2 separate regions of the Macaca mulatta genome follow, and region 2 is linked to region 1. Evidence: chromatin contacts called from public Hi-C data. All regions are on one chromosome and are shown on one strand. The core of a region is the stretch at or near the end of the contact, and the rest is flanking DNA. Distances in the headings are between cores, read along the strand shown. Region 1 holds the start of METTL13 (methyltransferase 13, eEF1A N-terminus and K55). Region 2 holds the start of SUCO (SUN domain containing ossification factor).

What was found. A called contact is a pair of places that touch in the nucleus more often than the background predicts.
Region 2: a contact with region 1 is called in a Hi-C map of fetal cortex germinal zone, with 5 times the contacts expected there. The contact joins the promoter of SUCO here to the promoter of METTL13 in region 1. A contact is called at or near these places in 2 of 14 Hi-C or Micro-C datasets (fetal cortex germinal zone and fetal cortical plate).

What each region holds. Positions count from the first base shown.
Region 1 is chr1:29,278,914-29,286,172 of T2T-MMU8v2.0, reverse strand. METTL13 (methyltransferase 13, eEF1A N-terminus and K55) reads right to left here and starts at 1,570. Exons shown (of 8, transcript XM_077999923.1): 1 at 1,106-1,570. The coding sequence starts at 1,258.
Region 2 is chr1:30,025,274-30,032,695 of T2T-MMU8v2.0, reverse strand. It overlaps SUCO (SUN domain containing ossification factor), which reads right to left and starts at 3,011. Exons shown (of 23, transcript XM_015124042.3): 1 at 2,516-3,011. The coding sequence starts at 2,577.

The sequences.
Region 1 (7,259 bases), core at 321-2,820:
AATTCAGATTGTTGTCTCCCTCTCCAGGGAGCAATCTTCCATTCAAACTTAGAAATTCTGATATTGCCATCTCTGGAAAAGCATGGTACAAAGAGATGTGCATATGCTTTTGAGCCAGACAGGCCTGAGTTTAAATCCCCACATGACCACTTGGGCATGATCTTGGGCCAAAAAAAAAAAAAGTGGCTCTCAAGGCCTCAGTTTCCTCATCTGTAAAATGCATCCAGGGCCACTCACCTGAGTTTATGATGAGAATTGAAAGACTGCACATGCATATACACGGCACCCAATAAAGGTCTGGCACATAAAGCTTACCCGCAAATGTTAGTTTTCTACCTTTCCTCCTTCCCAACCTCCAGTACAATCTCACCTATTACCAAACCCATTATTGTACTTATCATGTTTCACTTCTGGAACATGTGCAGGGTTTATGTCTTAATGCTCTTATAGCTTAAGGACTGGGCACAGTGCCTGAAACTCGGAGAGCACTGAACAACTATTTGAAAAACAAATTCATACACAAGGTCACAACTGCCGCAGGTTGCACAGGAATACAGTGACAGAAGATTGGAAGTCACTCTTCAAGTAGGGTCATTAATCCAAGAATGAGTTGGGGTGGGAGGTTTATTACCTGCAAACCTTTAAAAAAAATTTTGAGACAGCGTCTCACTCTGTCACCCAGGTTGGAGGGCAGTGGAGTGATCATGGCTCACTGCAGCCTCAACCTCCTGGGCTCAAGCGATCCTCCCACCTAAGCCTCCTGAGTAGCTGGAACTACAGATGCGCGCCACCACGCCCAGCTATTTTTTTCATTTTTTGTAGAGACGAGGTCTCATTATGTTACCCCGGCTGGTCTCGAACTCCTGGGTTCAAGCGATCCTCCCACCTCGCTCTCCCAAAGTGTTGGGATTACAGGCGTGAGCCACCACGCCCAGGCTGAAAGAGTATTTTAGTTTGTCTTTTAGCAGGGACAATTCAGGAAATGCTGAAATATGCGTCCAGCTAGGGTCCTCCCGCCTGTCACTGTCCACCAAGTGCAAGACTCCTGTTACTAGTTCCCACCTTCCGGAGCACGTACGAAGGGCTGACAGGCCGCGCTCCTCACCTTTTCCCTGGGCTTGATGTATTTGTGTAGAACCCCGCACAGTTCCAGGTAGGTTCCATACCACTCGAAAGCTTTCTTTCCTCGCTGCTGGAAGAACTTCTCCCAGTAGTCAACGGAGCCAAACTCCTTGGAACTTTTAGGTAAGAGGTTCATGTTCCTACCGCCGGAGCTGCGTTTTCAAGACTCCCCTACTCCCTGTGAGATACCATCTGAGGAGCTTGCCCACCACACGCAGGCTCCGGGACGCTGCAGTGGCAATTCTTTCCACGGAAAAACAGCCACATTGATTTGTTCCCCCTGGATGACCCTTACACAACAAACGCACGGGCCACTGAATCTCACACACGCTCGCCCCCTCCTCCGCGCCTGCTGTCCTTGCCCCACGTGAAGAGTCCCTCACGCTTTTCCCGAGCTAGATTTCCGAGCCCAGCAACCATATCCGGGTGCGAGACCTCGTGATTCGTCGGCCGGCCCAGCCCATCCCAGCTAGTCGTTGGTCGCTGCTTTGCATTTCTATCACCTCATTGGCTGAGACGTGCTCGCCTTTCTCCCGAGGCTCGGTCGCAGGCACCTAAACGCTTTTTAGACGTGAGGCCGGCCGACCATTCACGGGACGGGGCGGGACCGCGGGCTGCACTTGTGGCGGAAGAGGCCGGGCCTCTGTGAGAACTAGGTCACGTCCGGGTGCCGAGGGAGCGCTGCTGTGCTGAGGCTGGGCCTTCCCTCTAGGCGGGGCGGAGAGCGCGCTTCCTTCCCGGGCTCGGCGTCCGCTTTGTCTTGGAGCCGGCTTAATCCACTGACTGCGATCGTGCGCCACACAGGGGCGGAGCGCGGCATACGGGAGCGTACTGATAACGGAAGATGAAAAGAAAAACCTATGCAGATCGGAGAGAAGTGAGGCAGGAAATGAGTAAAACCAGTCTGTCGTAAAAACGCTGCACATTCTAACCTTGTCAGCTTCTGCGCACCACCAGCCCCCGCCTTATTTTGCCACCTCTGCACCAAAATACAGGATTCTGCTATCAAAAGTGTAATAACGTGAAAATTCAGGACGAAAAAGTAACAAGTAGGCATTCAGAGGTGCCTCCCCTCCTTCTTCCTTCTCCCCTCAAAGCACAACATGCAAAACTCTAGCCTTTCATTTTGATAATTGGCCTCCTTGTTATTCTGACGTTACCTATAACTGCTTATTTTATTGTTTGATAAACATACTGTACTTTCACATGCTCATGCTAATACCCTGAGGAAGCTTCTGTGAAGGGCACTTTTTTTTTCAGACAGGGTCTCACTCTCGCCCAGACTGCAGGGCGGTGATGCAGTCATGGCTCACTGCAGTCTCCACCTCCCAGGGGTCAGGGGATCCTCCCACCTCAGCCTCCGAAGTAGCTGGGAATACAGGTGCACGCCACTACAGGTGGCTAATTTTTTTTTTTTTTTTTTTTTTTTTTTTTTTTAGAAATGGGGTTTCGTCATGTTGTCCAGGCTGGTCTCAAACTCAAGCGACCATCTCGCCTCAGCCTACCAAAGTGCTGGGATGACTGGTGTGAGCCCAGGCATTATTTGAAAATGATCAAACATGTGTATCATTGCGCCTTTCACACCATAATAAATTGCAGGAGAAATATACAGATTGAGGAGAGCAGATAGGCTTGGAATTGAGCATGTGTACTGTGGGCTGTTATATACTACACTAGCCAGGTAGACTGTTAATAGTTAAGTAGGTTAGATTGGACTTAAACATTGGTTTTAAAAAGTGATTCTCAAACTGGCATGCATCAGAATCACCTGGAGAACTTGTTAAAACACAGAATTCCCCCAGTCACATCCCAGTTCCGAGTCGTTAGTTCAGTGGTGAGGCCCAAGGATTTGTGTTTCTAACAAGTTCCCACAATGCTGATGATGTTGGTCCCGGAACCACACTTAGAACCACTGTTTTAAAATACAATTAAGAGATAAGTCAAAATGGATATGGTTCCAAATTCGCTATTTTCAATGGTAAATCTAAAAGCTTTCTACAAGTAACATAAGAGAAAATCTGTTTTCATGCTCCCCTTGCTGAGTTCACATTGTTCCTTTCTACCCAAGATAAAGAGAAGGAGTCCTTGAAGTAGCTTCAGCTACTACACCATGCAAGGTTCCGAATGGGTGAAATGTGGGTTCTTTAGGAAGCACGTATTGAGAGCAGAGGACATCACTTGGTACTGAATGTGCTACACAATTCCAAAGAAGCAAAACACCATCGCAGCCAGGCGCGGTGGTTCACGCCTGTAATCCCACCACTTTGGTAGGCGGAGGCGGGCTGATCACTTGAGATCAGGAGTTTCAGATCAACCTGACTAACATGGTGAAACCATGTCTCTAATAAAAATACAAAAATTAGCCGGGTGTAGTTATGTATGCCTGTAGTCCCAGCTACTCAGGAGGCTGAGGCAGGAGAATCGCTTGAACCCGGGAGGCAGAGGTTGCAGTGAGCCAAGAGATCGCGCCACCGCACTCCATCCTGGCCAACAGAGGGAGACTCCGTCTCAAAAACAACAACAAAAACAAGCAAATCCATAGCAGCTGCTCTGTGCCCCCCAAAGCTTTATTCAATTCAATTCAACAAATATTTTAATTGTCTAATAGGAGCCAATCACTGTGGTAGAAGCTAAGGATGCAATGGTAAGCATGTTAATCACGTGGAGGGCACATTAAACAATTACAAAAATAACCTGTAATGGGGGTTATAAGTGCTGTGAAGGAGAACCATACCAGTCCAAAATAGTATATCTTTGTGACCCCTACTGATCTAGGGGGTGACCAGAGAAGGCTTCCCTGAGGAAGGGACAAAAATGCTATATAATCTGACTGCTTAATATCAGCATGACATAGGTGAGAAAACAAAAAGCATGGTTCACCCTCTAGAACCTTTACAAGAACTTTTGGCTGCTGCTTTTCCCTCTGTCTCTATTGTCTGTTCTGTTAAGGTCATGTTATTAGAAAAGACAAAGTTATTTCTATCACAGCCCAGGCTCCAGCCCCATATTTGATGCTCTAAAAGTATGATTACTGTTTGCAATGTTTTTCAGACCAAGAGGATAAGTAACTTACCTTTTTCCATCGGTGCCTGCCTCCCTTCTGTGAGCCTAAAAAAGTGATAACAACCAGAACATTTTAAGCTAAAACATACTAGAGATTTTCTAAAATTGTAAGATTAACACAGAAATATTTTAGATATATTGTAACATTAGACCCTAGCATTAACCTTTCAAAATACTTATTTGAAGCTTATTTCTCTCAAGGTTTAACTATGAAATATAATTGATAGGTATGTGTTATCATTATTATAGTTAGTTAATTTAAGCCAATAAGATGTTAAAATGCTTTGTGTTTTGTTAGGATCCCCAGAGTGGTTACCAATATGATTTAAAATGCAAGTTAATTTTAGATAAAGCCCTTCAGTATTGTGGAGTTTTTTCCTAAAAATATAAATCCAGACCTCTGGATATATAATTTACAGTCAAATTTACTTAATTGAAACATACTCATTATTGTGGTAATAATATTCAGTTGATTGTTACTACGATTAATTGTAAAATTAAAAAAGAGGAAATAAAAAGCATCTCTTGACAATTTGGGAGGCAGAGGATGAGAGAGGCAAAATAATGCTCCCCCAAAAATGTCTACCTCCTAATCCCCAGAACCGAAACTGTGAAGGTAACAGGTTACAAGGCAAAGAAGAATTAAGATTGTAGATGCCATTAAGGATGCTAATCAGCTGAAGTAGCAAAACTATCTAACTGAGCTCAATGTAATCACAAGAATCCTTTTTCATTTCTTTTTTTTTTAAGATGGAGTCTTACTCTGTTGCCCAGTCTGGAGTGCAGTGGCACAATCTTGGCTCACTGCAACCTCCGCCTCCCAGGTTCAAGCAATTCTCCTGCCTCAGCCTCCTGAGTAGCTGGGGATTACAGGCGTCCACACACCCAGCTAATTTTTGTATTTTTAGTAGAGACGAGTTCTCACCATGTTGGCCAGGCTGGGTCACAAGGTCCTTTAGAGTGGAAGAGGGAGAGACAGAAGGGCTTGGCCCAATGTTTCTGGCTTTGAAGGAAGGCAGCCATGAACCAAGGAAAGGGGGTGGCCTCTAGAACCTGGAAAAGGGAAAGAAATGGTTGCTCCTATAGAGCCTCCAGAAGAAATACGGCCCTGTTGACACCTTGATTTTAATTTACTGAGACTTGTCAGACTTCTGACTGATCCAACTGTAAGATAATAAATTTGTATTGCGTATGGCACTAGTTTTTGGTAATTTGTTACAGTAGTGATAGGAAACTAATACAGAACATAAACAGGAGAGAGAAAGAGAGAGAGAGAGAGTATGTGCGGTTGGGGCAGAAGGTCACAGTGGGAAGAAAGCAGCAGAAGATACAACTAGAGGCTGAGGTAAAGAGCAGGTTTTGAGGAGTCTTCTATTCCACATATTTAGCTTCAGCCTGTTGGGCCACAGGAAATAACAGAGAACCAGGGTCATGACAGAAAGACCTGATCTGAGAGATGTTCTCAGGAAAGACTGAGGCGCTTGATGACTGATTGAATAGGGGGAATAAAAGACTGAGGGACTCATAAGTGACTCCTACATTGGCCTCTGGATGACTGAAGAAATAGTCTGTAGAAAGAAACGGGGAAGGAGAAAGGGGTATTATTTGTAGAACTGTTACTTGAAAAGAATTTAGAGGTTATCACTCCAGTAAAAACCAGAGCCAGAGCTAAAAGCCAGTCTCCCCACCCTGCTGTGCCTAGCCCAGGGCTCATACCCTTCTCACTTCCTGCCAGTGGTATCCAGTTGGAGTTGGTAGGTCCAAGACATGAAAATGTTTCATGAGTGGGATATAAAATTGAGTAAAGGGAATGTCTCTTTGGTGTACAGGGAGTGGCTCATACAATGCTGGAAACTATTTCAAATTGGAAATCATCTTAGCCAATGGGTTTGTTTTCCACATTTGAAAAGTTTAAAAATGAATGTTCTCCTGTGTCTTGGGATAATAGAAGGCAGACATAATAACATCCTAGGGTAACATTATACCATTTTATTAGCTGAGTGTCAACACTTTTCTTGATGGTATTGTTGACCTGAAAAGTGACTATCAAGCTGATAATGGATTCCTAAGATTGGGTTGATGATAATAGCTACTTATTTATTTATTTGTTTAAGACAGGGTCTCACTCTATCACCCAGGCTGGAGTGCAGTGGTGCAATTACAGCTTACTGCAGCCTCGACTTCCTGGGCTCAAGCAAGCCTTCCACCTCAGTCTCCCAAGTAGCTGGGACTACAGGTATCAGCCTCCATGCCTGGCTAGTTTAAATATATATATATTTTTGTAGAGACAGGGTCTCCCTATGTTGCCCAGGCTGTTCTCAAACTCCTGGCTTCAAGGGATCCTCCCACCTCAGTCTCTCAAAGTGCTAGGATTACAGATGTAAGCCACCATGCCCAGTGCACAATAGTATTTTTTAGTTTGTATAGCATTTGTGATTGGCCAAGAATTTTTCTCATACATTACTTTGAATCCATGGGAAGGAGGTTCAGAGCTACAGAGTTAATTTTCACATTGGCAGAGAATCCCTTTGGGAGAATGTGCCAGCCTTGTACAAGATTAACAAATTAGTTTCAACATAGATGATTACACACTGCTTTCTAAAATATATAGGTAAATATATATATATATACACACATATGTAATTAAGGCAAAATTCCAATTGATTAAAAATAAGTGAAAAAAAGTTATATATGACTGAGCGAATTCAGCCATGACTGCCTCTGGGTATTATATTTGATTCCCATGATTTTCTTTGTGCAGTAGTTTCCTACTCTGTCACTAAGGACATCTGTTGATGGATTGGTTTCCTCATATGCATGGACTGCAAGGCATTAATATAGGGCATATTATACACGGCAAGTTGTTTGCCTTTGGGGCCAGTAGGCAATAACATTTTGAAAGCTGGAAGTCTGGGGAGATGAAGGAATGATGCCAAGGTTAACAGGCTGTGCCTGAATACATTTGACCACTATATGAGGGGGCTCACAAGGCCTCCTTTTGACTGTCTTTTGTTTTCTACAGCCTGGATACTGGGAAAAACCACAAGGGTAAGCTATTAGACTGTTTTCTTCCT
Region 2 (7,422 bases), core at 1,762-4,261, 750 kb before region 1:
TCATAAAGTATGCAACAGGAAAAAACAGCAAAAAAAAAATGAGTAATGACATAGAATAGATGAAATAGTTTTTCTGTGAACATAATCTAAGGTTAGTACTCTAGGCTGGAAGATAAAAGCAGAGGGGAGACATAATCAAGATCTATGAAATTATGATAGTAAACTTACCAGCAATATTGGTAGCATGAGAGGGGAAACCTTAGAAACTAGAATACTGTAGAATAGACATACAGCACTCAAAATCTTCAAAACAAATGGATCACAAAATTTTGAGACAATTTGTGAATAACAAAAGAGACAAAAGTGGCTACTAAAAGACACTCATCAACTCTTGCAAACGTTTTATCTAACCCTAGGACTTGCTGGTAGCCCTTTCTGTTAAAGGGAATGGGGTTGTTGGGAAAAGAAATACCACACCAGATTGCAGCAAAAGTTAGAAATCCATTAAGTGCCATTAAATTCAACTTGGCAAGAAAGCAGAGTCTTCAAAGAAAAAACGCACCCTTTGCCAATCATCACCACGTACCACTCCTCTTCCCCAATTTCATTCATCATCACCCTTCAAAAAAAAAACCTTTAAGCCTTAATGTCCTATTTTAGTGCCTTTTAATCGTTTTGCTAAAGAATAATTAAAATGTCTCTAAATTTGGTGGTCTAAACAAATCTCAAAATAAACTAACCCAATAGTTTCCTAAGCTAAAGTTTCTTAAAATGTTCACACTCTTTTCTTAAACTCTCCACATCCATTTTCCTCACTAGGAGTTAAAAAACTTTACAGAAGTTTATTACTACTTTCAATACCGGGCCAACCTATTTTTTCCCTAACAGGGAAATTCATTAGCTCTTCACTAGAGCTAATGATTGAAGATGAGAAAACATATTGAGGGTTAGCTTAATCAAAAGAGCCAGAAATTCCCAAAAGAAATAGAAGCAGAGTTAACTTAAATTTACAAATGATTGTAAGAATCACATTCTATTGCTTGATTTCATTTACACCATCTAACTTAAAAAAAAAAAAAAAAAAAAAAAAAAGCCAGAGATACTGGTGTTAGTTTTTAAACTTGAATGAAAGTGTTAACCTTTTCCTTATTCGCCATTTCAGAAAGTTTTGATGAATAAAAACATGGTTTAAAGATGGGCAAGACCAAGAAAAAAGAGGAAAGAAAATACAGTCTACGAGTATAACTAGGCAGCCCCAGAAAGAGATGAAAATGAATACAAGCTTCAGTATCTACAAATTTAAATTTAAAATGAGGTAAGTGGATTTATCTCTTACAGGCACTTCTCCGTACCCAACACAGTAAGTAGAAAGGGGAGGATTTTACTAAAAACGGGAGGTGGGTATTAAAAGGATTCAGAATGAAAGGTAAGAAGTCAAGTTTTTTTGTTCTCAAAAACTTCTACCATCCTTCCAATCAAAATCCCTCAGCCAGGCGAGACTTTTCTCTTCCCCTTGTTTATGTATTATTTTATGTGAGCAACAACTCTACAATTTCAGTGCCTCTGGAATCCATTAGGCATCCATAAGAATGAAAATAGTGTTGGTGCTCTGCAGAAATAAGCAAAACAGGAAACTTAATTTCTATTTTAATATAACAAACAGCAAATAGCCTTGACTAAAGAAAGATGTTTTCAGTCAATTGTCACATATCTTTGAAGAAATTCCCTGGGAGGAAAGAATGGCTTTTCCAAGTACGGTGAGAGCAGTCCTTCGACTTACAAGCTTTCTCTGCTCCTCAAAAAACTCCAGAAGTGCCTGCGATTAAACGGAAACTCCGTAAAACTTGGGGGGTGCTTTAGGGACAAAGCATTCTTCCCGCCTTCAAAATACAGTATTTACCTTCCCACTACTAAGGGACATTACCAAAAACTACTACACACACTACATCTAAGACACCCTCTCCACCAAACCAACTGAAAAAGTGCTTCATAACACACACACACACACACACACACACACACACACACACACGCTCCCCCAAGTTTCCAAAAACAGTGGCCCAAGTGTACTTGGGATCAAACACTGTGCGAGAATTGTCCAGGAGAACTACTGCTTATACATTACTCTTACCTTCATGACCACTCAGTTTTAAAATCGCACGCCCGGAACGTATCACATCCGAAGTGCTTTATCCCCTTACCACACTAAGAACGCAAAGACTGGCGGCAAATCGGAGCAACTTACTTACCATCGATCTGAATACCCAACCCCAAACCCTGCACCGTCTCCAAGGGGTAGAAGAACTGAGTACAAAGGCACTTGGTGGTTCCTTCTACCTCGGCACCTCTCTCTCTCTCCCACTGAGTCTCTGTAAATTCCAAAATACACCACGGAAATCTCCGCACAGAGCACTACCAGACCAGTCAGATGGAGAGTCCAGAAGTAATCGGTTTGTCCCTTCCAAGGGGGCCTTGGAAACCCGGACCCTAAAAGCCAAGATGACTTGGGGGTGTGACCTGGGCTGCTCCCTCCCCTATACTCCCTTCACGGGACTCCCTTGTCGCGGCTACTCACCAGACCAGAGAGCACAGAAAGAGGCAGGAGACCAGGGCCAAGGCCCGCCGGTGCTTCTTCATCTTCTCCTCCTTCTTCCCCCTGTCAGAAGGCGGCACATCCTCCCGGCAGCCGCCACTGCCGAAGCCAAGATGGAGGAGCCGGAGCAGGAGCGCGAGGATGGGACCGATAATCCTAAAGGCTGTGGCGCTGGCTGAGCGGCTCCTCAGTGGCTCGCGTCCTGGCAGCCCTCTCCGAGGGCCCCACAGCCGCGCGGACAGGGGCGCTTCACAGGACTCCGGGGACCGCCGCTGCTGCGGCCGCCGGCTCGTCCACGCCCGCCTCCAGAAGCCGCCGCCGCCGCCACTGCCACCCCGTATCCTCCCCGCCCGCCCGGGGCCTTGCTCCGTGAGACCAGCGACCAACGGCCGCCGCGTACTCGCCTCTCAACAGCCAATCGCCGGCGGGGCCGCGACACCTCACACACCGCTGAGCTGGAAAGCGACGCGTCACCCACGTCCCGCGGCGCCCACACCCCCACCAGCCTCTGCGTAGGCCACGCCCCCTCCGACGCCGCAGGCGGAGAAGCAGGAGGCAGGAGACCACAAAACGCAGGAGCAGACGCTGTCGCTGCTCCGCCGCCCCAGGTCCCGCCCCCTTGCGGGCTAGCGTTCAAAAGAGCCCCGTGATCGTTCGCATTCCCCCTTACAGTGGTCCGCCCCTCGTCCCGTGCGCGCTGAGTCCGCGCAAGCGCCCTTGGGAGTTGTAGTTTGCCTTCCAGAACCCGTTTTCTTCTTTCCCTGTCCCTCCTAGAATCCATGGTTTTGTTGCGGAAGTCTGTAGTTTCGCTGCTCACCACGAGACTGATCAGCTTTGGAAGTGTTGCACTCTTTTCCTCTTTTGAGCACAGTTCGTGGGATGGCCTAGAATGACGTGGTTGAGGGTTGCGAGGGAAGCTGTACTAATAAAATTTAAAGACCCTTTCCCTGTATCAATGGACTGCCCCATCGAGCTAGATGTTGATTGGTAGATAGAAAGGGGCGAGCCAAGAATCTCTCATCTGATTGGTTGTAGCGGAAAACCTTTCGCTTTTTCTTTCCTTCAGCAAGAATTTCGCCGCTGGCCGGGTTCCTCACTTGAAGAGTGTTTCGTTGGTTTTCGTTCTGTTGCTTTCGAACTTTGGGTTCTCTGCGATGGAGTCGGAAGGGAGGAGTTGTCTCCGTTAGAGGAGCACCCACAGACGCTCCAAGTCCTGAGGTTCACCGAAAGTGGGGAAGGCAGTCGCTTACACTCACCTAAGAGCAAGAAGTGACCACTTCTCAATACTAAGTAACGGGCAGCATGCCCATTCCAAGTCTTTACGCCGCTGAGGGGACGGAGGCTGCAATGGTCTGTGCCTTGGAACATGGCATAATGTTTAGTGTGAAAAATGTTTAAAGGTGGTGTTACTTATTGTTCATGTGGCCGTAGGGAAAAAACCCTCAGTAAAATGCCCACCTAACGCCTAATTTTGAGCCGCGGAATTTCCTTATGAACCTTCTAAGTTGAATTGTATGTTAATTGTAGTCCCAAAGAACTGAATGATTTCACCCACTCTGTAATTCTTGGATATAAGTCAGTTTGATGTTAGAGAAATTATACAAAGGGTGATAATTTTGGTTTTAAAGGTGTTCACCCTGAACTGCCTTTTCTGGCAGTAATTAGGTAACAGTTCCACTTATCTGCTGATGCTACTCTTAATATATGACAATAAAATCCTTTCATCTCTCACCTATTGCGGGAAGCAAATATTTATCTCACCCAAAAACAGTATCAAATGATTAATATGCAAGTTTAAAAGAAAGTAGGGGCAATGGAAGGGTAGGGATAAATTGACATTCTTTACCATGTTGGACACCCTTTTCCTCTTATTCCAGGAACTTTTATTCAGGATAGGAAACAGCTGAGGTATCCCTCAGCTGATCCTCAGTACATCACAGCCAAAGAAGTTATATTAGAATACATGCTTGTCTCAAATCTAGGAAGTTATCAAGCTACGTCTATCCCTCTCATCCCAAACTCACAGACCCATCCACTTATTTTCCACCAAGTCCCTGCAATGATTTTTTGGAATATGCAAGTACAAAGAATTTTACTTTTTTCTTTCTCTTTCTTTCCTTCCTTGACTGACTGCCTGCCTTCCTGCCTGCCTTTTTCTCTGGCAGTTGGAGCTTTATTAATACCCCCGTGGTAGGCTTCCCATTCACCTAATTATCATCCAATTATTAGCTTTTACTATTTCACTCTATAAATGTTCTTTTGTCTTTTTGAATTTCATTTCCATGGTTTCATGTTAAGGTTTAATCCTTCAGTACTCTGAGCTTTTTCCATTTTTCTCTTGGGCAAGTTTAATTTTCAACTATACTGTTGACTCCCAAACCTATTTCCCAACCTCTTCTCAAGTAGTTGCTGGACATATTAGTTAGATATTCTATCACTTCCAATTTTACCTGCACAAAATAGAACTCACTTTTCCCATAAATTAGCTTCTTTGCCTGACTTTCTATATTTATGTTGATTCTTTCCTATTCTAAGACTCCAGATGAAATAAATAGAAATTCCATAGAGCTGACCTTTAAAGAACTGGTAGACATTTTTCCACCTATCTGTTAAATATAATGAGAAAAAGAGGAGAGAAAATTTTCTTATAACTCAATAGACAAGTATAAGAAAGTAATAATTTATAAAATAAAACTAGTATAGATAAATGTCACCATACTTAAAAAGTATAACATATGCCAAAAATGGCAAGAAAGAATATAGGAAAAGTCAAAGCATGTATAATATATAATCTTTAATATATAATATTTAATTAATATATATAATCTTTTAAGGCTTAGGCTAATTAACCACCATCAACTACCCATTAACTAATACAGTAATTCTCAACCTGGGGCAGACTTCCCCCCAGGGTGAAATTGGCATTGTGTGAACACACTTTTTGCTTGTCACATTGGAGAAGTACTACTGGCACCTAATGAGTGGAGGCCAGGGATGCTCTTTCACATCCTACAGTGCACAAGAAAGCCCTCCACAACAAAAATTATTTGGCCTAAAAAGTCAAAAGTGCCAAGGTTGAGAAACCCTGCTATAACCGAATCTCCCAATTCAATAAAATCTATAAAGCACTGACCACACACAGGATAACTTGTTTGCCTTGCAGATCCTTGGATTATTCAGCAAGTCACTAGGGCCTAAACTGCACAATTAACATGAGTTCTCCCATTCCTAAAAAGTTGACTAAACCAGAAACTCTAGGCAGCTCAAGTCCCTGCCTTGATAAAGATCTGATACTCTGTTTGCTTATGGTGAAAGAGAACAAGCAGACCTTAAAAAAGGAACCAACCCCTTCTGGCTATCTCGTTTGTTCTTTATCTCATATACAAATCATATTTAAGATACCCAAGAGAACTGTTTGTCTAAGTTGGTGGTATTTCATGAGCAAGCTTTTACGTATTTTGATTTAGTTGAAAAATTACCTGCTCCTTTCAATATTATAAAATGCTGAGATCCTGTATGTCTCAGAAGGATCTTAGAGACCAATGACATTTAGATGCTTCCAGAGTAAAAGTCAGTTAAAACAGATGTTTCCTGGAAATCAGTCAAAGAAAGGTTGGGAGATTGAGAACACACAAATAGACAATAAAAGAGACTAAGATGGAAAATGGAAAAATGGTGAATGTAGCAATCAGCACTTAACAATTCAACCACATAAAAAGTATAAACAAAACTTTTAAAACTGTTCCCCCAATCATCTTCTTTATGTACATAAATATGTGTGTAGAATAGCATATACTTTCTTTCTTTAGTTACTCCCTACCTAAAAAGAGCCTTAACTACTTAGCCAAATCTACCTTAACAGAGCACTGATAATTTGGCCACTTCAGGAGTTAAGTGTAGAAATCAGAAGGAGATAAGACATAGATTACTTCATTAGTACAGCCTGAGAACTCAGTCTCTTGAGGGCTGGAAGATCACAGAGTGCAAGGTTGGCATGCACAGTTCTGTTTTTACTGCAAATAACAAAAGGTAAGATTTCCCTTTTTAAAAATTCTACTTTGTGATCCCAAATTCAGTCTTCTATCACTGGGTTAACATATGTGTATTTTGAAGATACATGAATTGTAAATAGGCTCATAATGGAATCAACTAGAAGAAGGGAATGATTTACATGTGGGTGACAGAGAAGGAGACATCAAAGATGGTCCAATTTCTAAGAACATATGTGCCATTACATGAGTAGGAAAGTCAGGAGTTGCAGATTTACAAGTTAAGAAGACTAGTATGGTTTTGGAAGCACAGTATTGAGGTTCTGGTGGAAGTATCTAGCAAGAATTTACAAGTACAAGATTCAAAATAGGGAGGGAAAGTAACAACTGAAGCAGCATGTTGGGTATTGTAACTGATGTGTCCTTTAGCACCTCCTGTATAATGCTCTCAGAAGAAGCTTCCTAAAACATTATCTTCATCATGTCCGTTCTTTGATGCAAAAATATCCCATAGGTCTGACATATTCGTCAAATAAAGTCCTGCCTCCTTGGCCTGGCATTCAAAACTTTCCATAATCAAACCCAGTTGATGTAGTTCAAGCTTTATTTCCCACTATTTTCTTTCATAACTCAACCTTCTGACCAGACTACACTGTTTGTTATGACCTGAAACACTGGTGCCTGCCCTTATTACACTGTTTTTATTTAATATTCATTTGTCTCCCCAAGCAGTGAATAAATTTCTTACTGCAGAGAGGTCATGTGTTTTATTGATATATATCACACAGTGACGTTTTTTATTACAGAGGCCCAAGAAATAATTTTTTACTTTTCACTTAACTATTTATTTGTCTAATCACCTTGAATTATAATTTGCCCTATAATTTAAACTCCTAGGAG